Regions from separate parts of the Arachis hypogaea genome. Here region 2 is linked to region 1. Evidence: chromatin contacts called from public Hi-C data. All regions are on one chromosome and are shown on one strand. Each heading gives the region's core, a stretch centred on a gene start, on an enhancer-like site or on the middle of the called end of the contact. The rest is flanking DNA. Distances are from core to core; before and after follow the strand shown.

Region 1 (5,589 bases), core at 2,021-4,520:
AAAATTCTTTAATATTTAATTTTGTTAAACTTTATTTTTAATTTTATCGTTCAATAATATCAATTTTTTTTCGGTAGATAATTATTCAATTATTTTTTTTAATTTTACTTTTAATCACATTATTTTTGTCTGAGTGAATTTATCTTTTATTAAAAGAAAATTAAAAAAATTAAGTAACTATTCGTCGGAAAAAAATTGAAATTATTGAAGAAAAGATTAAAATTTATTAAAAAGTTAAAAATAAAATTAAGCATTAAAAAAGTTCAGTATATTAGAGACAAAAAGATATAATTTATATTTTATTATACATGTACATACTCTTTCTTTTTCTTTTCGAAAATTTATATATTACTCATTCTACAAGTATGAGTAAAAATATTAAATTAGTAATGCAATTCATTCCGTTAAAATTCATTATCATTTTATTTGATTTTTGTAATTCTTTTAAGAGTAATGTATCGATTTTGTTTCCAACATTTTCGTCCTATTTAAGTTCTTAACGTTTCAAAATTATGTCAATTTTGTTCCACCGTCAATTCCGTTAACAGATCACTAACGGCAGGACAAGATTTAGATGATTTGGAAACGTTAGGAACTTAAATAGGACGATTTAAACGTTATGGACAACTTTGAGATCTATCCCAAACGTTAGGGACAAAAACGATACTTTACTCAATGTTTAAAATTACTCTGTTGGTTTCTATAGTTTTACCAAATTTGTAATTAGATTTTTATATTTTTTTAATTGGGTCTTTATATTGCTTTTAATTTTATAATTAGATCCTCTTCATTTTGAAAATGTTAAAATTAACGAAATATTCTTCCAAAAATACGTGGTTAAAGATCTAATTATATTCTTAATTGTGGATATCTTTAATTTGCGAAAAAATATTTAGTTAACTCTAATTTTTTTTACACTAAAAAAGACCTCATTATAAAATTAAAAACAACAAAGAGACCCAATTAAAAAAAAAATTATAAAAACTTAATTACAAACTTGGTAAAATTATAAAGAGTAAGAAAATAATTAAACCTATTATAAAATAGAAAAAAAAAGAACTTTGACTTTTTCGACTCTTTTAGGACACTTGGTTAGAAGCTTGATTGATCAATAACTTATTCATCTAGTACTATTTTTTAACAATTTTTATTTATAAAAAATATATATCAAATGATTATGTATTGATGTGAAATTTTATGATTTAGAACGTATAATTTTCTTACCCAACAGTGACTTTTATATAATGTTATTTCGGTGAAAAAAAAATTAATAATGTGATGTTTATTTAAACTTATACTAGTGTCATTTTTTTTTTTCTAATTCTTTATGAAACAATACAGTTGAATTGAATGTATGTGCCAAATTATTTTGAACGAATAGATATATCATATATGAACTTGTTATAAAATATTTGTATAAAATATTTGTATTTTTGCATATGCAATGTATTGAACTTTGAATTAATATCGTCCACCACTGTATTTAGGTGCAAATATTTATAACTAGCACCACCTATAAATATCAAAGATACCAAAACTACGGCTTTAGGGGTTAATTGATGGTCCATATAAAAAGTACTCATAGCACCATACTTTCTTGCCCTTTTTTCTTGGGTCGTGGAATGCTTCTATGCTTTGAAGATGTGTATAATTGTCAAACATTGAGCTTAATTTAGAGCTCATGTGAATGTGGTTGGCAGAAAATGCATGTAATGCCACCCCATTTGATAATTAAGACCGTTCATGATTTTATCAACTTAGGATTCAACATGTGGGTTGCATTTTCTGCCGTATGTTGAAGAAAAAGGGTTACCATAATAATAATGTTTCATAAGGTCATCTCCAATTTAACACGCATACTCACTCCCTTCCCCTATAAGGAGACTATCAAATACATCTCTACAAGTCAATCAAACAAAAGGAATGCTTGTTTAAGTATTTTATTTTACTTTAGTAGATTGTTTTTGACAAAGTTTACATTGTATTATTGCAACATCAGTTATTTGATTTACACTTAAAAAAATACATAATAGTACTAGCGAATAATAATATAATTCACAAGTAATAAGCCTCATTTTCTTTCTACAAAAAAATTTGATAAAATCTGGTAATATGCTTTTTTTGGTTTAAAACTGCCATAATCATCAGAACCGCCATTAAATACAAGTTAATTACAGAGACAATAAAAAATGTCATACTCTAATATAAATGTTATTTTAAATTCTTGAGTAAAGTATTGTTTTTGTCCCCTAACGTTTCAATCGTCTCATTTAAGTCCCTAACGTTTCAAAACTGACTCAATGTTGTCCTGCCGTTAGGGAGCCGTTAACAGAATTGACGGTGGGACAAAATTGAGACGATTTTGAAACGTTAAGGACTTAAATAGGACGAAAACGTTAGGGACAAAAATGATACATAGAAATAAATTTTAATTTTATCCTTCAATAATATCAATTTTTTACTATACATAGTATTCAATTATTTTTTAATCACATCTAAATAAATTACACTTAATCATATTACTTTCATTTTAAATAAATTAATTTTTTTTATAAATTTACTCTTAAAGATTTTTAGTTATCATGAAATATTTGTAGAATGACTAGTATATATACAATAAAATATAAATTATTCTTTTTGTCTCTAATTTATCAAAATTCTTTAAAAATATAAAAAACTAAATTTATTTAAAATAAAAATAATGTGATTAAGTGTAATTTATTTAGATGTAATTAAAAAATAATTGAATACTATGTATAGTAAAAAATTAATATTATTGAAAGATAAAATTATATTTTTATGTATCGTTTTTGTCCCTAACGTTTTCGTTCTATTTAAGTCCCTAACGTTTCAAAATCGTCTCAATTTTGTCCCGTCGTCAATTCTATTAACGGATCCCTAGCGGCAGGACAACGTTGAGTCAATTTTGAAACGCTAGGAACTTAAATAAGACGATTGAAATATTGGAGATAAAAATAATACTTTATTCTAAATTTTTTTTTGTAGCGTATATATGAGTGATGTCTGAAAATTAATATTTTTAAAACTGTTTATTGGGAAAAAAAATTAATAAAATAACTACTTTGATATTCTTTGAAAATTAGAGAATAAATTATCTTTTTTTATATCATAAATCTAATTGTATATGCAGTTAAAAATGTGTAAACTGTAAAATAAGTTTATTATAGAATAATACAAAAAAAAATAATCCTAAAATACACTATGAAAGAAGCCAAGGGGAGGAAGGGGGCGATGGTATTAGGATGAGGTTAAGAGAAAAAGAAAAGGACAAAATTAGGTACTGGACGAGACATTGTTGAGCTATTAAGATTAAGAATGAGAATCTTATTTAATTTAAAATGGAAGGTGGTGGTCCCTTTTTGCTCACCGCCGTTTGATATGCGGCGAACCGAATCCCCTTTTCTCTTCTGACTTACCTCTCTCATCATTCGCCACCGTCACCTTATTCTCTCTCTCTCTCATCCTTCATTCCTTTCTCTTTTTCTTCTCTCTATTTTTACTTAAAATTTATAATAATTAATTTTAATATATATATATAATATTTTGTATTTAAATATCAATACTTTTTAATAATTAATATGCATTTTTTGTTTTATTAATTAAAAATATTATAAATAAAAAATTAATTAATAATAAATCTATTTTTATATAAATATCAAGAATATTTAATGTACGTATAATATTATTGAATTATTCAAATATTTTTAAAATAAAAAAAAATTCTCTAGTTCAATTTGTCTATCAAATTTTAAAACATCTAAAATTGTGAGTATCTAGTTTCCTATTTTTAATGATTCACTTAATTTAATTACTATTTAAAAGTAATTCTATTTACTTGTAAAATTTTGCATAATTTTCAAATATTATATTATTTTTTATATGTGTGTTTTATTTTAATAGTTCTATATTAAAACTGTAGGATAGAGTTAAAGGTGGCAGGTAGACTATCTAATCCCGTCCTACCAAAAGCCCGTCCCGCTTTATTAAGTAAGAGAATTCTAAATTTTTATCTCTCCTCGTTTAATGACGGATTGGCGGGCTAAATCTGTCAATTTTTTTTAAAGAATTATTAAACTGTTAACTATTAAAAAATATATAATTTTACAAACATTTCAATAAAAAAATACTATCCAAAATAAATATAATTATCAAACTAAGTTTTTTGAAATTATAATTAAACCTAATTATAAAAAATTATAATTTTTAAATTCACAAATATTAAAGTCTTTATAATTCTAAATATCTAATAAACATAATCATTAATTAAATTTTTTGAAATAAAATAATGAAGCCAACATTGTCCAAAATAAAATTAATATGAGACTAGGTAATTTTTTGTCAAAATTAAAAAATATAGAATGATAAGTCCGCCAGACAAACTCGTCTCACCTACCAAAATCCATTAATTAAGTGGTGTGAGTTAGGTGGATATTTTTATTATAGCGGTCTCAAATTTATTATCCGACCTATTTTCTTAGTGTACTTCGCGATCCTACTTAAGGTGTCACAGACAAGATAGATCTTTCGAATAAAAAAGGATTGCTTCTCTGACTCTAATATTAGTGCCACAGAGACCTCACGCAATAGTTTTTAGCTCTTGTCATAATGTTCTCCCAATCTCCACTCTTCTTTTCCATTCCACTGATTAAGTTTCTTGTACAGATGTAGATTTTATTTCATTACATTTTTAATTAATGACTAGAATAGTACTGAAAGCTTATGTCATTGATAAAAAAAAACCTTAAAAAAAAAATAAATCATAGATAAATCTTAAACAAAATATACAAAAAAAAATTGCATTTAATAAATATTTTGTGTATTTGATTCAAACTTTTGTAAGAATATTTTAATAACTATTTTAATTGAGTACGAACATACTTTTTGGGGTATAAGACATTTTCCCTTTATTATTGATTTTGTAGGATATGTGAGGAGGTTGTAGAAGTGAAGCATGAATTGATTGAGCTGCAAAAGCATATCTCAGCTTAAGGTATTCTTGTACATGATTTAATGGCTAGTGTCAGCGGTAAATTGGAAGAGTGGAATAAGTCGAGGCACAATCCTGCTAAAATTCAATCATTGTCACAAAAGTCTATGCTGTTAGGCAATTATGTTGAGGGTTTAGATTTATGTCTTAATTGATTAATCTTTAAATTCAGGTGTTGTATTATGTGATTAGGTGATAAATTAGCTTTTACATATATTTTGGATGGACTAAAATTATTTGAATTATGTTATTTGATTAATGTAAAATAAATGCTAGCTTCTACGAGATTATTTGATAGTGAATTAATATGGTTCTTGAATTTTTTTACTGTGTTCTTGATATTGAGCATTAAAGGTATAATAAAGTGTTTTAGAAAGATAGTGGCAGTTTAACCGAGAACAAGTATTTAAAAATGATAAATCTAACTCTAAAGATATTGCAATGGTTTAGAACCGTCACTAAATAAAGGAAAAAGATGTCGCACAAATTAAAACTTTATGACAGTTTCAAACTGCCATTAGATATATTGTAATGGTATAAAAAGTCACTAAGTATAGGAAAAAATTATCGCAAGAATAAGT
Region 2 (6,139 bases), core at 26-2,525, 190 kb after region 1:
AAAATGAAATTTAAAAAGACAATTTTATAATAAAAATTAATTTTTTATATGATTTAATTTAAATTATTTGGTCTAAATCTAAATCTTTACGTGATAATAATTTGAAAGTTTTTAAAACAAATTTCATAGACTAAACTAAATATAATTGGCATATATGATGAAACTATATATATCACAATGAATTTTAACTTTACTGGAGAGCATTGATTATTCGAATGTTGGAAAATAAATCAAAATAAAAAAAAATTAAAAGAAGCAAAAAGCATGGTTAATTTAATCGGATTAATCGATAACTAATTATTAAACTGGTTTGAGTTAGGTAAAAAATCAGTTGATACCGAATTGGTCAAAATGATAAAAAAAATTGATTAACCAACTGAACCGATATAATTTTAACACTTAATCGATTTAAAATAATAAAAAAAATATTTTTTAAAAAATATATTTTATACATAAATATATTATTTTATTATATATAAATACTAAAATTTTTAAATTTCTAATTCTATTGATTTAATACTCGGTCTATTTTCGGTACTTTGGCTAAAAAAATATTAAGAACAAAACTCAAATTTACAGTATCTATAAGAATTGGAAAAAAAAACCTTCGTTTTTCCTTCAATAATCTATAACTTTGAGTAGAATAAGTCTTTTACACAGTTTATTTAATTAAAAATTAACCAAAACTAGAAAATTGCCATATTTACAATTCTACTCAGCTTGGTCGTAATGGTTTATAGATAGTAGGCAGCTCATAGTCAAAACTGACAGATGCATGAAGCAGCATTATTATTGTGGCAAAATTTAAGTGCAAGATGTGAGAAACAAAATCATAAGTCAAAATCATGCCAAAAGTAATTTCTCTGAAATTAGTCTTCATAGGAAATATATATACTCCTATAAATTCTCTTACTGTAATTTATATTAGTTATTTAATAAAATCAAGTAAGAATAGTACTAGTCAAAGTACCCGTACATTAATTATCCAGAATATTACTTCATTACAAATATAACCCCAGTAATTAAGTAGAATTTGATTAGAGTGACAAGATAAGCTCCCTGATTCTTAACACGAGTAGTTTAGTCAAATAATGCATGAATAAGAAAACAGTAAGTAATGGAAAAAAAAAAAAAAACAATATGAATGAGGTTTAGAGAGTGGGAACAGTGATCAATAGGATGAAATACGCGAGGACCCGAAAGTGACTTTTTCTTTTTTATTTAAAAAAAATAAAAAAATAAGAATAAACCTCCGTGGATGCTTTCCTTTTCTCTTTCTCTTTCATTGTTTCTTGTTTGCGCAGAATCTTCGCGTTTCTGAAAATTTGCCTTCCTTCCAATCCAACCCACTTACTCCTTTTTCTTTATCAAAATAAAAGTATTATTTCATTAGTATATATATAAAATTCACATTCACATTCACAATCACATAACATAATTATTATTTATTAATAATTAATAATAATAATAAAATAAGAAGAAGAATAATCTGTCGCAGAATAACACAAAAAACACACAGAGTCATTCAATATTTATTCCATTCCCATTTCCCCAACTTCTCCTCGCTCGCCATTTCCCTTTCTTTCCCTGTCTCTGAAACTCTCATCAATTAAACGATCTGAATTGAATTCCAACCGCAAACAGAGAAGAAGAAGAAGAAGAAGAAGATCGAATTAGAATGGGTTCGGTTCCTGCAGAACTGAGCTTAGACATTAGACCACCAACGCCACCACCCCCACCACCACCGTCAACACCAAGTTTCATTCCCAAAACCATAACTGATTTCCTCTCCGCGCTTTCAACCACGGGAATCACCGCATCTGAGAAGCAATCCAGGATCAACGATTTCCTCTCTCACTTGGAAGACGAATACAACAAGATCCACGCCTTCAAGCGCGAGCTTCCTCTCTCCATGCTCCTCCTCAGCGACGGTTCTTCCTCTTTCCTCCTTCGATTCTCCTCTTTCTTTGTCAGGCTTTTCATATTATTCATTTGTTTGTTTATTTCTTTCTTTGTTTGGTTGCAGCAATTGTGGCACTGAAAGAGGAATTGGAGAAATGCAGTGAAGGTGAGCGTAAATCTGAGCCAGTGCTGGAAGTGTTCATTCCTTTGAAGAGAGAGTTCGATCATAGCGAAGACGATGAAGAACATAATAATAATAATAATAATGATAATAACAACAACAATAACAATATTCGGCAGGAGAAAGAATGCAGAGATAAGATGAGTTGGATGAGTTCCGTTCAGCTCTGGAACGCTTCTTCTTCAACCACACTTAACAATAATAATAATAATAATGCCTTTGATAATAATCACAAACACCATCACCAAAATCATCATCATAAATTCGGAACAAAGGTAAATAAACAGTAATAAAATAACTTAAAATTCACGCACACTGTTTTTTTAGGCCTAGTGAGTGATCTTAACATAGAGTTGTTTGTGTTGTGTTAACAGAAGAATCAGGAATTTGTGGTTGAGAATCCTTTTCAATCTCATAGCAATGTTAGAAATAATGGAGGAAGAGGGTTTATGCCTTTTACTTCATACACTTCTTGTTCAGTGCCGGTCACTACTGTGGCGCTCTCTGCAACCAAAGAAGAGAAGGAAGATATTGGTGCTATTAATAGGCTTCCTCTGTTGACCCCTGCTGCTGCTGGTGGTGGAGTGAAGACTCTCAGGGAAGGTTCTGGTTCGAGTGGATCCAGAACCAGCTCCAACAACAGGCCGGTTTCCACGTCTTCTCCTCCGGCGGCTGCCCACCGCACTGCCATGATGCCTCTTCAGCCTCAGCAGACTGCTAGGAAACAGAGGAGGTGCTGGTCCCCGGAGCTGCACCGACGATTTGTCAATGCGTTGCAAAAGCTTGGTGGTTCTCAAGGTTAGTCGTGAATTGGTGATGATCAATCAGTATTTAATTTTTCATTGTTAGATATAGTAGTACTATTGTTTGTGAATTGTGATCTATGATTGATTTGCTTGAATTAGGAATGTTGTTATTGTGTTACTTTAATTTTGGTAATGAAGTGGAAGACTCTTAAATATTGTACTGATTTGGAAACTGCATTTAAAAGCCTTTTAAGTTTGGGGAGTTGATGCTACAATTTATATACGAATTTGATGTGTTGGATTTATGAGTGAAACTGTGACTTAGATTGAAGTTAGATCAGGCAACAGATATATATGGGAATTTTGTGTGATTACGTATGTTTATATATAGATCATATTATATCATTTATATATGTCAATCTATGTAAACGCAAATTTGTAGCTCTTAATCGTATAAAATCTTGTGTGGTTGATTTGTCTGATTTAAGGTTTTCTGGGTTCTGTATATTTCAGTGGCAACACCAAAGCAGATTAGAGAACTCATGCAGGTTGATGGACTCACAAACGATGAAGTGAAGAGCCATTTACAAGTGAGTTCTTGCTATTCCAATTTTTTTCTTTGTCTATTTTTGTTTTGGGGATGAGGCAATTATGGGAAAAAAGCAACTAAACCTTACATCACTTGGGTCCTGTTTGGTAACTCTGATAACATACTTAAAGAGAGATACTAGAAAACACAAACCTGTTTGAAAAACGAGACAAAAAAAAGGCATGATGTCTTTCTTTGGGAACAAAAATAGAGAGAACTTTTCTGTCTTGTTTCTGTTTTCTTTGTATTTTCTGTCTTGAGACCCTTATCAAATACAATCTAAGTTAATAGGTCAAGTGCAGTCCGTTACATATATCAAACGATATTGCAGCTTCCTATGATGTGAGAAAGTCTGGATTGGATGTTAATGTGCTGTTTCTTTTATGACTACTATTATTGCAGAAATACCGGCTTCATACAAGAAGAGTTCCATCTGGAAGTGGTAACCATAGTCATAATCATAATCAATCTGTCGTAGTTCTTGGAGGATTGTGGATGTCACAAGGGCAAGATCAGTGCAATGACTCATCAAAGGGTAGTAGCTCTGGTTCGGGTTCGCCGCAGAGCCCCCTGCATTTAGCCACCAGATCTCGGGGAGGAATGTCCCCGGCTGAGGCTGATGACAGCATGGAAGATGATGAAGATGCAAAATCAGAAAGCTATAGTTGGAAAAGCCACACTCATCACAAACAAGTAAAAGTTGTTGATGTATAGGAAAAAAGTATACAAAAAAAGAGGAAAAAATACTACTCTCCACCATGAATTTTGCAGATAAAAGTATACATGGGAGGAGGTGATTTTTACCACTATATAAGTTAAGAGAATAATACATGACATGATGATATATAAAAGGAAAAAAAAAAAGAAAAAGAAAAAGAGAAATGGGGAGGATCAACGGAGAGGCTATTCGAACATTTTTGAAGGCTTAGTTTTCCTTCTATACTACTACTGCTACTTGAGGTTTTATGAGACTACGAATTAAAAATCCTTTTCCTCCACATCAAGCAGTTCATTCTTTCCCAAACACCATATATTGGCATTCAATGATTTCAGGCCAAATATGTTGAGTTCAGGTTGTTATTGAAAATCAAATAGCACCTCCAATAGTTATTGGCTTTGGTTTTTGATAAGACGGCCTTGATTGATGATCAATTCAATTTGCTACTCTCCGAACCTTTTTATCCTTATCTCATAATATAGTCAAATTGTCAAGATAACTTTCCTTAAATAATTTATGGGGATGGAAAAGAGAGTCGAGGTTTACATTAAAATCAAGATATTTCGCCATCGATGTGACATTGTATTAATTGGCTTGACACAGAATTGGAGAACAAGTTACACGTGTACTCCAACCTCAATTTTAAATTTTTAGAAAAAAAAATGCTATTTTAATCCACATTTAGTGACACAAAAAGAGGATTTTTCAATATTTTTTTACTTGGAAAAAAAAGGAAATTCGCCTTATATAGTTCCGATTAATTTATTTATTTGCAAACCTGTTTATAATTGACAACTTTGAATTGTCGCTATATAGCATTAATGTTGTTATCATTATACAGTAAAATGGTTTTTAGCAAACGTTTTGCTAATGCCCTATTACCGTATATATTGTAGAAAGATGTAGACATGAACGAATGAAGCTGAAACCCAATATCTTAGTTGTGGATTAGATAGTATGACAAGCTAATTGAAAGCGCCTCCTATTTGTGTCTTTATCTCTAAGATACTCCATCAATACTACTCACTCATTGATGAGGGTGGTTGTTTATTTTTTTGTTTAGTAGTGTATATATTTAATGTTAATTACAGCGTCATTACTGAGGTTGACACTTATTAATAGTTAGCAGTGTCTCCAAATTCTTCCCACATAAAACTACTTAGGCGTGTTCACAGAACAGGGAGTAAGAGGAGAAACATTTAACGTGTGATTCAGTAATAATAATATTTATTTACTAATTACTTATTCTCGTATATTCTTAAACAATTCCACTAGCTTAGTGAGTGTACTAGAAGTCTTCGGAACAGGTTGTAAGATGGATCGGGAAACGATGGTCGGATCGTCTGATTGGAGCAATGGGAGTGGTGACTGCAAAGGCATTCTGACGCTCAAGTCAGAATGGATCTAAGAGGTGTAGAGTGTGGAATGAATGACCTACCTGAAGGGGTCTGGGCTCCCCTTTATATAGGTGGCAATAATTATCCTATCTTATCTTATTTGGCCAAGATAAGGAGTACTTGAATTTGAATATCGGTTAGAAGGTCTAGTAGGCCGGTTTCAGGCCTTCTAAAAGTAGGAGGCAGGCCGATCCGGATATCTGGGTTCAGGAGCCGTTCTGGGTGCGGAATCTGAAGGCCGGATCCGTAACAGAGAGTTATCAGCCAATATTCAACCAATATTTAGAATGAGTTTTAATTAATTATTTAGCCGGATAAAATGTAAATCTATTCAATTTTTTTCGAAAATCATCTTTTCTCTTTTTTTTTTCTTCTTCTTCCTTCCAACATCACAATTTTGTTCCTCAATGCTAGATAGCCACTACTAATCACTTTGTTCCTCAATGCTAGATAGCCACTACTAATCACTGTCGCCGACTGACCATTATAAATTTTAAACCTTAAACTCTCGATCTCAAATTATAAACCTTAAATTTTTCTAAATTCCAAAATCTCAATCCTATATTCTAAACTTTAAATTCTAAATTATAAATTTTAAGTTTTAAA

Evidence for each region. A called contact is a pair of places that touch in the nucleus more often than the background predicts.
Region 2: a contact with region 1 is called in a Hi-C map of leaf, with 1.9 times the contacts expected there. The contact joins the promoter of LOC112783355 here to the enhancer-like site in region 1. A contact is called at or near these places in 3 of 8 Hi-C or Micro-C datasets (leaf and an unstated tissue).

Annotation. Positions count from the first base shown.
Region 1 is chr20:46,305,046-46,310,634 of arahy.Tifrunner.gnm2.J5K5, forward strand. No RefSeq gene overlaps it. Among protein-coding and RNA genes, the nearest start is that of LOC112783996, 14 kb to the left of the region's middle. Within about 2 kb of position 3,271, at least 2 of the 3 cell types and tissues checked have open chromatin away from gene starts, as enhancers often do.
Region 2 is chr20:46,498,322-46,504,460 of arahy.Tifrunner.gnm2.J5K5, forward strand. It overlaps LOC112783355 (transcription factor HHO2), which reads left to right and starts at 1,276. Exons shown (of 5, transcript XM_025826279.3): 1 at 1,276-1,931; 2 at 2,027-2,358; 3 at 2,458-2,881; 4 at 3,343-3,419; 5 at 3,821-4,416. The coding sequence starts at 1,679. The coding sequence ends at 4,132.